Linked DNA regions of Rattus norvegicus: region 1 is linked to region 2. Evidence: chromatin contacts called from public Hi-C data. All regions are on one chromosome and are shown on one strand. The core of a region is the stretch at or near the end of the contact, and the rest is flanking DNA. Distances in the headings are between cores, read along the strand shown.

The links. Hi-C and Micro-C count contacts between places; a contact is called where the count stands out from the background.
Region 1: a Hi-C map of Schwann cells shows a contact between it and region 2, with 7 times the contacts expected there. The contact joins the promoter of Ppp4r1 here to the promoter of Vapa in region 2. A contact is called at or near these places in 11 of 12 Hi-C or Micro-C datasets (the A7r5 cell line, Schwann cells, frontal cortex and 6 more) and 1 of 1 datasets of contacts at active chromatin or transcription factors (oligodendrocytes).

What each region holds. Positions count from the first base shown.
Region 1 is chr9:112,835,331-112,841,782 of GRCr8, reverse strand. It overlaps Ppp4r1 (protein phosphatase 4, regulatory subunit 1), which reads right to left and starts at 2,977. Exons shown (of 20, transcript NM_080907.2): 1 at 2,883-2,977; 2 at 2,664-2,708. The coding sequence starts at 2,889.
Region 2 is chr9:112,651,382-112,657,054 of GRCr8, reverse strand. It overlaps Vapa (VAMP associated protein A), which reads left to right and starts at 2,324. Exons shown (of 6, transcript NM_031631.2): 1 at 2,324-2,633. The coding sequence starts at 2,555.

The sequences.
Region 1 (6,452 bases), core at 1,728-4,227, 180 kb before region 2:
ATAACAGTGGCAAAGTTGCAGCTCTGAGGTAGTGACAGAAATTATGCTGTGGCTGGGGACTATATTAAGGGTGGGGACATTAGGGAGGTTGTGACAGTCAAGCTCCGCAGATGTGGACAGCCTCTGCACCTCCTTACCAACCCTCGTGCCCTCCACATGTGCACTAGCTACAGTCTCTCCTTGGTCTTTTTCCTTTCACGAGAGATCAAAGTAGTCAACAAGACGCTGTATTTTGAACAGGTAAAGGTATTAACCTGTTAAACGTTAGCAACTGAGAAAAACCAGCAATTATTCTAAGAATCTCTTCAACCAAATTATAAATAGCTAATAAATTATTTGTGCCTTCAAATATGTTTTAAGCTATGAACGGAGAATTAAATCTTAATGGTAATTTGCAAGCATTCAGCAACCTTTCTAAGTACAGACTCCATAATGTTAACGCTCCTACATCCACCTCTGCTTCTTGAAGCCACCTTTTTGCTCACAGTAATAGTATTGCTCCAAGCGTCACACATTCCGATTCATGTTAAGGTATAAAGTAGTGTTTTTTTAAACCTGCCTCAGTGACAAGACAGAGGCATGACAGACTAAGTGAGCTAACCTAGTCCATCCAAAGTGCCTGCCTGTTACCAAGACTGCAACAAGAAAGGCCCAGACACCTTCCTGCCAGCACTGAAGAGCTGCTGATTAACCACTAGAGGGCGCAAGCTGTGGCAGTTCCTACATCAGCCTTTCAGAGCCAGCCTACCCCAGCTTACACTCCTTCCAGACTGCTCCACAAAAGCCAAGAGAGACGGCACCGCACCTTCTTCCGGGATGCACAGCCCCTGCCTGACTCAAAGGGACAAATACTCAGATGTGTCCACCTCAGCCAGCCACAAAGATTGACACTTTATAAGAACAGGAGGCTCCATCCTCAAAATCACAATCAGGGTACCGTCTCCAATCCTAACCTTGGGGAGAGATCTAAAATCAATGGGTGCTTTGATTACACACTATGAAGCTAGTTAAGTGGCCTAAAGGGAGAAGAAATGCAGAAGCTGCCTTTTACTGTGTGCAATGCTCCCTTAAGACAACTATTTAAGAGCACCCGTGCCCCCCAACAATTCAGCAACAGGTAGGTCCGATATGACTACCTCCTTTAAAAATACTTTAAAGACGCCTTCTGTGCTGGTTAACTGTCATATCCAGTCACCTGAGCATGGAAACCTCTTTACCTACCATTAAGCAAGCCTGGACGGCATTTTCTTAGGAACCCAAGTGGGAGGGCCCAGGCTCTTGTTGGTAGTGCCCCATCTCTGGATCCTGGGTGCTTTAAGAAAGCTGGCTGAACCGGCTAGGAGGAACAGACCAGGAAGCAGCATCCTCCATGGCCTCTGCATCAGCTCCTGCTTCCAGGTTCTTGCCCTGTAGGAGCCCAGACTACCTTGATGATGATGGTGGTGGTGATGAACTGTATGTAGTAAAGAAGACTAGGGGAGACCAACCTCTCCTCCTCCAGTTGCCCTTGGCCATGTTGTTTCATCATACCAACAGAAGCGCTGACTAAGATACTTTCTCAAGGCAACACCTCCCTCTGCTCGGAACAGGACTTTAAATAGAGTAAAGAAAACTTATGTCAGATCATGCTACAGACTATCCGGACAGTATTTGGAAGAGCAATTTCAAGGATGGCATCTCTGGATTACCTGGACAGGTATTAAGACACACTCCCCAGTCTGGGCGGGCTCTCCTCTAACCAGACAGCTCTGGTATTACGGTAACCAGCTCAACTCTACGTATTTCCTGGTCTCCTTAAGTCTCCCATGATCTACACTTAATACTTTCTGTGCACACTTTATTCCTAAAATGAATTTCAGAATCTACTGTATCTGGAAACATTAACACGAATAGAAATCATTTCTACTTAAGTGTAATTTACTTCTTCCCATATAAACTTAGCTAACTCATCATAGACTTTTCTGTCTCGAACCCGTATTTTCTGAAGCTTAGAAAGACACAAAACGCGCTCAAAATGAAAGATATCTAAATAATTCATTTCCTTCACCACATGGAAACGACGCCCACAAGTTGAGTAGGGTTTTTTTTTATGTACAAAAAGAATCAACTCTTTAAAAACTTCACTATTATCAACGGAAACCTGCAATTTTAGCATTCAAGTACGCGAATGAGCATTGAACACTCTCAATTTTAAAAAGCTGCTCTCAACCTAGTCACTGCATCCTGCCAAGGCCACACCTTCTAACCTCCCCGAAAATCGGAAATCAAACGTGTGAGTGGTGGTGGTGGGGACCCACAACGGCTCAGAGCTCAAGTAAAACACGGGTCTGTAATCCGCACACACTCCGGCGAGGGAACCCCAGAGGGCGGGCTGAGCACCGCACCGCCGCCGCGCAGCCCCCAAAGCGTTGCGGAAACACCTCCCGGCACCCGCCGCCTCCTTCCTCCGGGCGAGGGTGCGGAAGACACTCAGGAAAAACACACCCATGTCCCCTCTCCGGCCTCCGCCCCACGGGCTTCTGCTTCCCCAACAGCCGCCCCGCGGCCCGAGCCTGCGGGCGGCGGCCGAGGTCGGGCCACGCGGGCGCCCCCTGCGCGGCGGGGTCCGGAGTCCGCCCGCTCGCCCGCCGCCCTCCGGGGCTGCCGGGCCGCCCGCCACTCACGTCCGTCCGCGTCCTCCGGCAGGTCCTCCTGGAGCAGCGAGAGGTCTGCGCCGGGGGAGAGAAGAAAGGCCGGGTCAGCGTCCCGGGCCGGCGCCGTGCCCCAGCCGCCCGCCGCCCGCCCGGCGGCGCCTCCCCGCGCCGGCCTCTCCCGGGCGCTGCCGAGCGCGGGGAGCCGCCGCCGCCGCCGCCGCCGCCGCCCGGGGAACTGGGGCCACGTACCCGCCATCTTGTGCTCGCCCCCGCCTCCTCGTCTCCCGGGATCCCGCTCCGCGAGCCGCGCGAGCCGGGAGCCGGTGGGCGCGCGCGGGCCGGCGGGGGCGCGCGCGGGGCGGGCCGAGGCCCGGGCCTGCGGCGGCGGCTCCCGTACGCCCGCCCCGCGCGCCGCCCGCCGCCCGCCGCCCGCCTCCCGCCTCCCGCGCCCGGCCGGCCCGGCCCCGAGGCGCGCTCCCACCCGCGGCTAGAGGCGCCCTGGCTCAGAGCGTGCGGAGCGCGGCGCGAGCTGCCCGGCCGGGACCTGCGGCGTGTGCCCGAGCCCGGCGGGCGGGGTCCCCGCGGCCCGCAGCTCTGTTGGGTCACCGGCCTCGCCCACCGCCGGCCGCCGCCCGCTCCGCCGCGCGCCGCTCGTCGCCCGCGCCCCTCCCAGACCTGCTCGTGCGTCGCCGGCTGTCCGCGGCCGAGCCTCCCGCCTCCGTGCGGAGGAAGCGCCGCCTCCGCCCGCGCGCCCAGGCCTCGCGAGTGACTGAACAAAGCCCAGGCCCCGGCCGGACGACAGTTGAGTGACAAAAGTTCCGCCGGCCCGATCGGCCGGCCTTCCCGTGCGGCACGTTAAAGCCGCGGCACGGGCTTTGGAGCCCGCGCGCCCCCCGGCGCCCGCCCAAGCTGACCCTGAGCGGCCCCGGGTGCGCGGGCCGGGCCGAGTCCAGTCACTCGGCGGTTCTTAGCCTTGTGACCGCAGGGAGGATCGCCGAGGATACCTGCCCCCTCCGCCTCTCGGGGGAATGGCAGACTGTCAGGAATCCAGCACCGTGCTTGCTACCTCGGGGTCCGGTTGCGGGGCGCCTGGAATCGGCTGCGCTTTTCTCAAGTGAACTATGCCACACATCTTACTGTTCCCTTTGTTTGAAGAGAGCTAAGTAGTTCTCGTGGGTTCCCAAGTCAAAGTAGGGCAGAAGTCCAGATTTTCTGACTCCAGGTCATTGTCCCATTTCTACGAGCCTCAAGTCTATATCCTACACCAGCTAGGTCTCCAGAATGGCTGGCTGTCCCCTAAAGCGAGTCTCGTACATGATGCCAGTTTTCGAATTTGATACGAAAAAAGGAGAATTACAAAGGTTCAGCTTGTTCCTTTCTGCACTATAGTCCCAACTCAGGACAGGATTTTGGCATTTTAAAACATGGGGGGATCAGACCAAGTTGTAGGTGGTCTTTGGCTACTTTGTGTGTTCTTTCTTCCACCCTCTCCACCTCTCTTCTTTCACCCTGTCACCTCCCTAATACTAAATAGAGAAAAAGGCAGGCATAGGGGTGGAAGGGGCCATTGATATGTTGGACTACTTCCTGCTGATTAGGGGCGTCAAGCTTCTTGGAGCAAGTTCTGTCGTCAGGTATATCTCATTTCTTCCTGTTTCTTTGCTCACAACTAACCAACAACCCTGCCTCTCCGTCCCTAGTATTTATATACCCTCTGAAAAGTCTCCAGCATTCCAAATGGCAGAAACTATCTGCAGCTGGCAAAAATCACGCCCTTGCTAGAGCACAAGGCAAACCACAGTCAGCTTCCACGATCAATCTGAAGCAGCCCCATATCCTACACCTGAGATTAAAACAAAAACATTCCCATTTAAAAAAAAATCCAAAGAAACCAAATTCTCACCACACTAAGTAAGCAGATCCTGCGGAATGCATATGTATGTTTAGGGAAATGAGTTATGCACAGTTACAACATCTCTCCCTGACGGATATCACTTAACAGATAAAACACAGATTGTATAATATGAACTGAAATTCTAAGAGATTAAAAAAATCAAATATATCCTGTAGCTCCAAAACCTAATTTCTCAAATACAGAATAATTTAAAACAAAGGGGTTGGGGATTTAGCTCAGCGGTAAAGTGCTTGCCTAGCAAGCACAAGGCCCTGGGTTTGGTCCCCAGCTCCTAAAAAAAAGAAAAAAGAAAACAAAAGCAAAACTTCCACATGCATTTCTTTACTCAAAAAAAAATTTTTTTTAAGGCAGGGCCTCTTGCTGGTCTGAAAGACACTACATCCAGCTTGCTAGAAAGCCCCAGAAGCCACGTGGTGGTTGTGCACATCTTTAATCCCAGTGCTCAATGCAGAGACAGGCAGGTGGATCTCCCTGAGTTCGAGGCCAGCGTGGTCTGCAGAGCGAATTCTAGGACAGCCAAGACTACACCAAGAAAATCTGTCTTGAAAAACAAAAACAAACAAACAAACAATCAAAAACAACCAAAAAGAAAGCCCCAGGGATTTGCTTCTCTAGCACTGGGATTGCAAACTAGTTTGGGGGATTAAATTTATGATCTCATGGGGATGGAGAAATGGCTCAGTGGTTCAAAGCATTGACTGCTCTTCCAGAGGTCTTGAATTCAAATCCCAGCAACCACATGGTGGCTCACAACCATCTGTAATGGAATCTGGCGCCCTCTTCTGGTGTGTCTGAAGACAGCAACAGTGTGTTCATAAAAGAATAAATAAATTTTTTAAAAAATGGTTTAAAATTTATGACCTCATAAGGCAAGGCAAACATCACCAATGGGCTGTCTCCTCAGACCCTGATTTTTTTCCCTGGGGTCTTTTGAGACAGGGGCTCAATACATTGCTCTGGCTGGCCTAGAACACAGAGTTGGCCTTCATCTGTCTCAAAGTACTTGGGATTAAAGAAGTACACCACCATGCCCCACCCTAGTTATACTATCGAATATTCATTGAACAAATGGTACGATGTTTTCAAAAATGTGTATTATACACTTCGCTCATGTCTACTTGTTAACATTTTTTAAATCAGAAAGTGAGAAGGACATGATTAAAATGGTTTTTAAAACAATCTCTTAGAATTTCTTTCTGTTCACTTCTGTGTTTGGAACCAGGCTGCCAGACTGTCTACTGTCAAAGTCACTCCCAAGTAATGAGTTGCCATTCCTTACTCACGGCATCCTCTACGTGTTTTTAAGTGTGGAAGGCAAATGCATGAAGCTATTCTCATCTCCCAGTCAGTGGGGCATTCCCCAACTGGAAATCTTAGCCCTTTCTTGGGTTTTCATAGCTTAGTTTTGTTTTCCAAAGAAACACGATCTCTTTTTTTTTAACATTAATTTATTTTATGTATGAGTACACTGTCGCTGTCTTCAGACACCAGAAGAGGGCATCGGATCCCATTACAGATGGTTGTGAGCCACCATGTGGTTGCTGTGAATTGAACTCAGGACCTCTGGAAGAGCAGTCAGTGCTCTTAAGCACTGAGCCATCCCTCCAGCCTCACGGTCTCTATTTACCTCAACTGAAGGTATGTTTTCTCACACCAAGAAGATGGGGAATATTGCTAAAAGTCCTTTCCAGGGAGAGGCTTAAGCAATGTCTGCCCTCTCTCTCCAGGTCAAAGGTCAAATGGAGGCAGCCAAAGGTCACAGTGAGGAATCAATGAGTTTACCTGGCTCCCTTATAGAGCAGAAGTGAGGGGTTACTTAGTAGGTGCTCCTCCCTGAAAGCCTTTACCTACAGGGATGAGAGCTTCCCCAATGGTGCATAGATGGTCCCTCCTGCCCGTAGGCT
Region 2 (5,673 bases), core at 1,075-3,574:
TTGGCACTGGATGGTGGTGGGGTAGGAGTGTAGACCCTCAAGTTCTTAAACTGTGGGTTTTGTGTAACTGACTGTGGGGGTTTGGAAAAGTTTGACAACAGCAAAAGGTTTCTGAATGTGCAACAATCAAATAGAAATCAAAATCGAATGAGTAGTGCAATCGGATTTGTGTAGGAGTTCATCCATGTTGGACTGTGGGTTATCACTTCAGCCTTGGTTCTGAACACGTCATGTGCACTTTGTTCTGTGTATGTAATCTTTGAAACGCCTTGGCCCAGATGTGAGATTTCTGTCTTATGAATTGCAGTGGTTTTTTTTTTTTAAATTGTAGTTTTCTAGTCTTGTAAAAGCAAAGATTATTTTTAATTATGTATACTTAAGGGTCTGTGCACCTGAGCGCAAGTGCCCCCAGGAGGCCAGAGGCATTGGCTGTTCCTGGAGTTGGGAGTTACAGGCAGATGAGAGCAGTCTGCTGTGGGTGCTGCCAAAGTCTTCTGCAAGAGCATCGTGTACTTTCAACTGCTCAGCCATCCTTTCTGCTCCTAGATTTCTACTCTTAAAAGACATAGTAGCTTAAGGAAAAAATATAATATTTTCCTATTATTGCTTCTTAGCACGTGTCAAATTTATACATTTTTGGATTGTATTGTTAGAATCTTTGATTTTAAAAATTGCAGTTTGGGTTACTGACTTGCATTTCATTAAAAAAAAATCACACAAAAAATTTGGCTGGTGATTGGGATAGAATTTCCAACTATTTTTGAAATGTTTCCAAACCTAACTTTTTTTTTTTTTTTTGCCACTTTGCACTAGGTATTTATATAAAACCGATTCTCAGCATTGGTAATTAGAAAATCAAAATAGCAATCAACTACAAAAAAGTTGAAAATGTTTAGTCTATCAAATATTCAGCCAGGAATAATTTTTATGTAGGAATGGACACGCAAACCTATCTCGTTTGTATACAAGCTAGCTTTTGTCTTAAATGTGTAAGTTTTTTCATCTTTTTTTCTTTCAAACTTCATTTTTAGGTTAGGATACAAAGTAAGCATTCAAAGAAGGAAAACAAACTTTTTTTTGTGATCAATGTTTTATACCACAATTTTATATCCTATATACCCAGGGTGGCATAAAAATTTCTCAGGTGACGGGACGGAGAGTTGAAAAAGTTTAATTAGCTGTATTCTAGACTGCCCATTTTCGACATTTACTTTCCAGACAGTCTAGGATGCCTTTCCGTGGCAGAAGCATCAATACGTGCTTTGTTTCGCACGGAGCTTCCTAGAGATTTAAATTCAAGCAGTACCATAGGACACAATAAAGGTTTATTTTTACAGCACATCCATTTGTTTTGTTTGCTCTTCCCGTCCCTGGATACCCTGGCAATGAGCTGAATATCTGTCAGCAATTTGCTTGGCAATTTTTCTCATTTGGTATAGGCTCTCCTAAGTGATGCAGATAAAATTCGTCCCTAGCACGGCACGAGAACCAGGCAAACAGATTTGGAATGAGCCACACTGTAGATACAGCACGTGAATTCCACGCCGTAGGAGCAGACATTTGGTTTCTACCCTTGATTATTTGTGCCTGGCCTAGATTTCCCCTGGAACCCGTTTGCTTTTGCGCGAGGTGTGTTTCCCTTTGCTGGGCAGGAGGGAGATCCGGGAGGCAGCTTTGGAACGGCAGGGTTAGAACAGAGCGCGCGTCCGCAGAGGGCGGAAGGAATCCCGGGCAGACCAGACGGACACGCCCTGCCGCTTTCCCAAAGGGCCGTCTCTCCTGGGATGCCTGGCTCCCAGGCAGCCTGCAAAAACCCTTTTCTTTTTCCAATGCAGACGAGACAACCTCGGCGAGCCAAAAGCAGAGTCAGCGGCCCCACCCACTCGCCTCCAACGGACCCGGGTTGCCTTCCCGGTTCCCAGCAGCCCCCGCGGAGACGCCGCCCGCACGGGGCATGCTGGGAGTCGAGGTACCCGGCACTTCTTGACTGTCTTCCGTTCGGAATTCCACTTGGAACGCTGTGAGGTAGCATCGTAGTCGGCGCTACAGCCCCGCATTCGCAGCTCCAGGGCGCCAAGAACGACGCCCCTCGCCCGGCGCCGCGCACCCCGTCTCCCACAAACAGCCCTACTACGCCCCCTGCACGCTCTACAGAGATTGACAGCAGCGCGGCGCAGGGAGCTGCGGCCAAGTCGGAGGTGCGCAGGCGCACTAGCTCAGCGCCGAGCCCAGTTAGGCCCGGAGGGCGGGGCCAACACGAGGGCTCTGGGCCGCGGGGGCGCGCACGGAGACACGTAAGGCCGTCACGTGGGGAGCCGAGGATCGCAGTGCGCGTGGCCGCGGCGACTGGTGTGGGGTTGAGTCAGTTGTGACACCCGGAGCTGCTGACCCGACAGGCAGCCCTCGGGACCCGCGGCCCGGCAGCAGGCGCGGAGCTTCGGGAATCGTGAGCCTGGCCCCGTCCTAGAGCTCCGCGGAGCCGGCGCCGCCACCGTCCCCCGCCCCCGCCAGCGAACCGCCGCCGCGGGCGCGCCCCCGCTCTGCGCTGTCTCCTATGGCGTCCGCCTCCGGGGCCATGGCGAAGCACGAGCAGATCCTGGTCCTCGACCCTCCTTCAGACCTCAAATTCAAAGGTAGGCTGGCTGGGACGCGCCCGAGCGGGGCTGGGGCCGGCGGGCGGCGGCGGGGTGGACGGGCTGCGCTCCCCTCCCCCACGCCCGGACCGAACGTCGGAGCCGCGGCTCCGCTGCGTCCCTCCGCTCGGCGCCTCGGCGTCCGCCGCTGCCGGGCCGGGCTGCGGAGGGGAGGGGAGGGAGCCGGACGGACGCCGCGGAGGGCTCTGCCCGGAGCCGCCGCCATCTTGCGGCCCACGGGGGCGCCGCGGGAGCCCGCCCGCGCCTTGCCCGCCCGCCCGCATGGCGTCCTTGCCCCAGGGCGGCCGCGGCGCGGTCCAGGCTGTGCGAGCCGGAGGCTGGGAGCAAGAGCTCCGGGGTCTGCGGGCGCCAGCGGGCGACGTTCCGCGCCTTTGGGTAGGCACGGCCCGCGGGCGAGGCGCTCAAGACCGCGGGCTTCGCCCGGAGTCTTCCCTGTCAGGTGCCGGACTCTGTCAAGCCGGGAGACCCAGCAGTGTCTGGCTGGGACTGACCCCGAGTGTTGGCACGGCCCCAAGCGCGCGGCAGAAAGCTGTGCGTCAGCTGGGGCATGCATGGTCGTAGGTTAATGGGAGTGGGTCCCTTGGGTCACGTCGACTCGTCCTTAGGTACGGAGGACCCAGCCCTTGTGCTCCTAGTCCTTGAGTTCACACTGTCTTTTTACTGAAGACGACTCAGGGTCTGTGACCCTCTTACGTTTGCGGTTTCCCAGCATACCCGGAGAAAGCTGATAAGGTGCCACACAGCTCTGGAACTGTTGACTTTGGAGCACTGACTGTGATAGACAATCACTGGTTTGGTGATCCTTGTTCAGATCCGAGGCCGTTTGCCTTCTCAGTGTGTAGGAAACGAAAAGTTATACAGAACAGTTTACTGCATTTTAAGGAGCTAAAAAGAACACGTGCTTCCTATCTTTAAATGAAAAGTGCCCCCCTCCCCCTTTGGAAAGTTAATACCTTGCGTTTTAATTTCAGCAACTGGTGAAAACAATTTCCCTTAAGCGCATATCGATTCCAGTAGGAAAAGAAAAAGTAAACCCATTATAGTAGTGTAAAAGTGAGTCCACATGAAAATAGCTGAATTGTCCTTGTAGGAACAATTTAAAATAGTTCCAGATACTTAAGACTTTTATATTTTAAATAGTTTAGGACTTAAACATGTGGTATTCTGCTAGTAGCATGCCCTGCAGGCGTTTCAGTACATTCACAAGTTCCTCCGTACTAGACAAGAACTTGATTGTGATTTTAAGGCAGTTTTAATATGCTTGGAATTGGGTCGTGAACCACACTTATAATCCCGGCATTTTGGAAGTTCAGGAACCACCCAAAGTTTGAAATAAACCTGGACTACATGTGAGACACTTGACAGTGTCTCACCCTCCGGTATTTCGAGTGTATTTTGCTGCAGCAAATTTCTGGTTGCTTGATTTAAGTTTTTTTGGAGGGGAGTTGGGCGGAGTTTGCTGAGAAGTCCTCAGAGTATTTGTACTGTAGTAGCCATCATTAGTGGGAGCGATTTAATATAAATCTTGACGATATTCTGTGTGGTTTGCTTTCCCCCTTTTGACAGTGTAGAGCAAATTTTCCTTACTGCATAGCCATGTGTGAAAGGTATTTTATGAGGCAGGTTTTAAAAACCACCAGAAATTGTGCTGTATTCATGTAGATCACTCATTTTTGATATTAAATAATTACAACCGTGTTTATGCAACAGGCTCTGTGTTACCAAAAATCCCAATGCTGGTGGAAAAGGCATGTAAATGATACCGGGGCAGGAGCACGTCTGAAAGAAGCTCTTTTCTGTAGGAAACTCAAGGAAAAGGCTCTTGAAGTTGCCTGGGGAAAGTCATGCAAAGGGAGTGGTTGAGTAAATCGGAGTGAGATGAGATGCATAGACTCCAGTCGGTCAGACTTGTGGAAAGGTGGGAGAGATGGATATGATAGGGAGAGGTGCAGAGGGTTGAAGTGAGGTTTGCTGCTTTTCTCCTTAGTGTTACTTTGTCAGCCAGAGGTAACTTGGTACAGTGGAAGCCTCTGTATTTCAATGCACAGCTTTACACTAAGTAGGGTGATTTAGAATCCACTGTGCATCTTTTGGTTGACCATATCAAAAATTATTTAACTGATCTTTACATGTCTTTCATTTAAGTATAGGTTGTTTATACATTTCATTTTGCAAAATTACTTGATTGTGTGCAAGGTTTATTTGAATTATTTGGATTCAACAGTGGTTTCTTCAGGAGTGACTCAGCCATTCTGAGATTGACAGTTTTTCTTTAATATGAATAATGACTTGATAAGTGTTATAACTTTGTAGTTTACTTCTCATAACTAGTAATATATATATAAGTCTCTTGATTGTAGAATAAATTCTAAAGCAGACCTTTTAGAGCATAAAAAGATTCATTAAGAAAATTTTTGGTTGCTTAAATTCTAGCAATACTTTAACCAATAATTTAGATTTGAAATTGGATATTTCACAGAAAAAACTTTTTTGTTCCTAACATTTACTATATTATAAAATTTGTTTATTGTTTTGTGTTGCATTTTACTGTTCCTAGCTGTTGACAGTATTGAACTTTGAAGAAGAAAGTTTTGCAAAAAGAGAATTCTAAGTGTGTGCTTGCTCATAATGGTCAGGGGAAAGAGGAAAACTGACTGAAATCCTTGTGTTGAGGTGGCTCTTGTTAGCACCTGAGGACTACAGAGCTGTGCTGCCACTGCCAGCAGTCACACCCCTTCTGAGACTGGGTTCTTTCATCCATCCCAGGATGGCTTTGGACTCCCTGTACAACCGTGAGGATCTTGAATTCATTTTAAAATTTAATTTTTTAAAGAGATTGATTTTCTTTGTGTAAGTCTTTTCCTGTAGGTACATGTGTATACTACTTGGGTCCTGGGTGCTTGTGGAGGCCAGAAGAGGGTGTCAGATCCTTTGGAAACGGAACAGGGGTTACAAATGGTCATTAGCTGCAATGTGGGTTCCTGGAATTGAACCTGGATCCTCAGGAAATGTTCTCAAC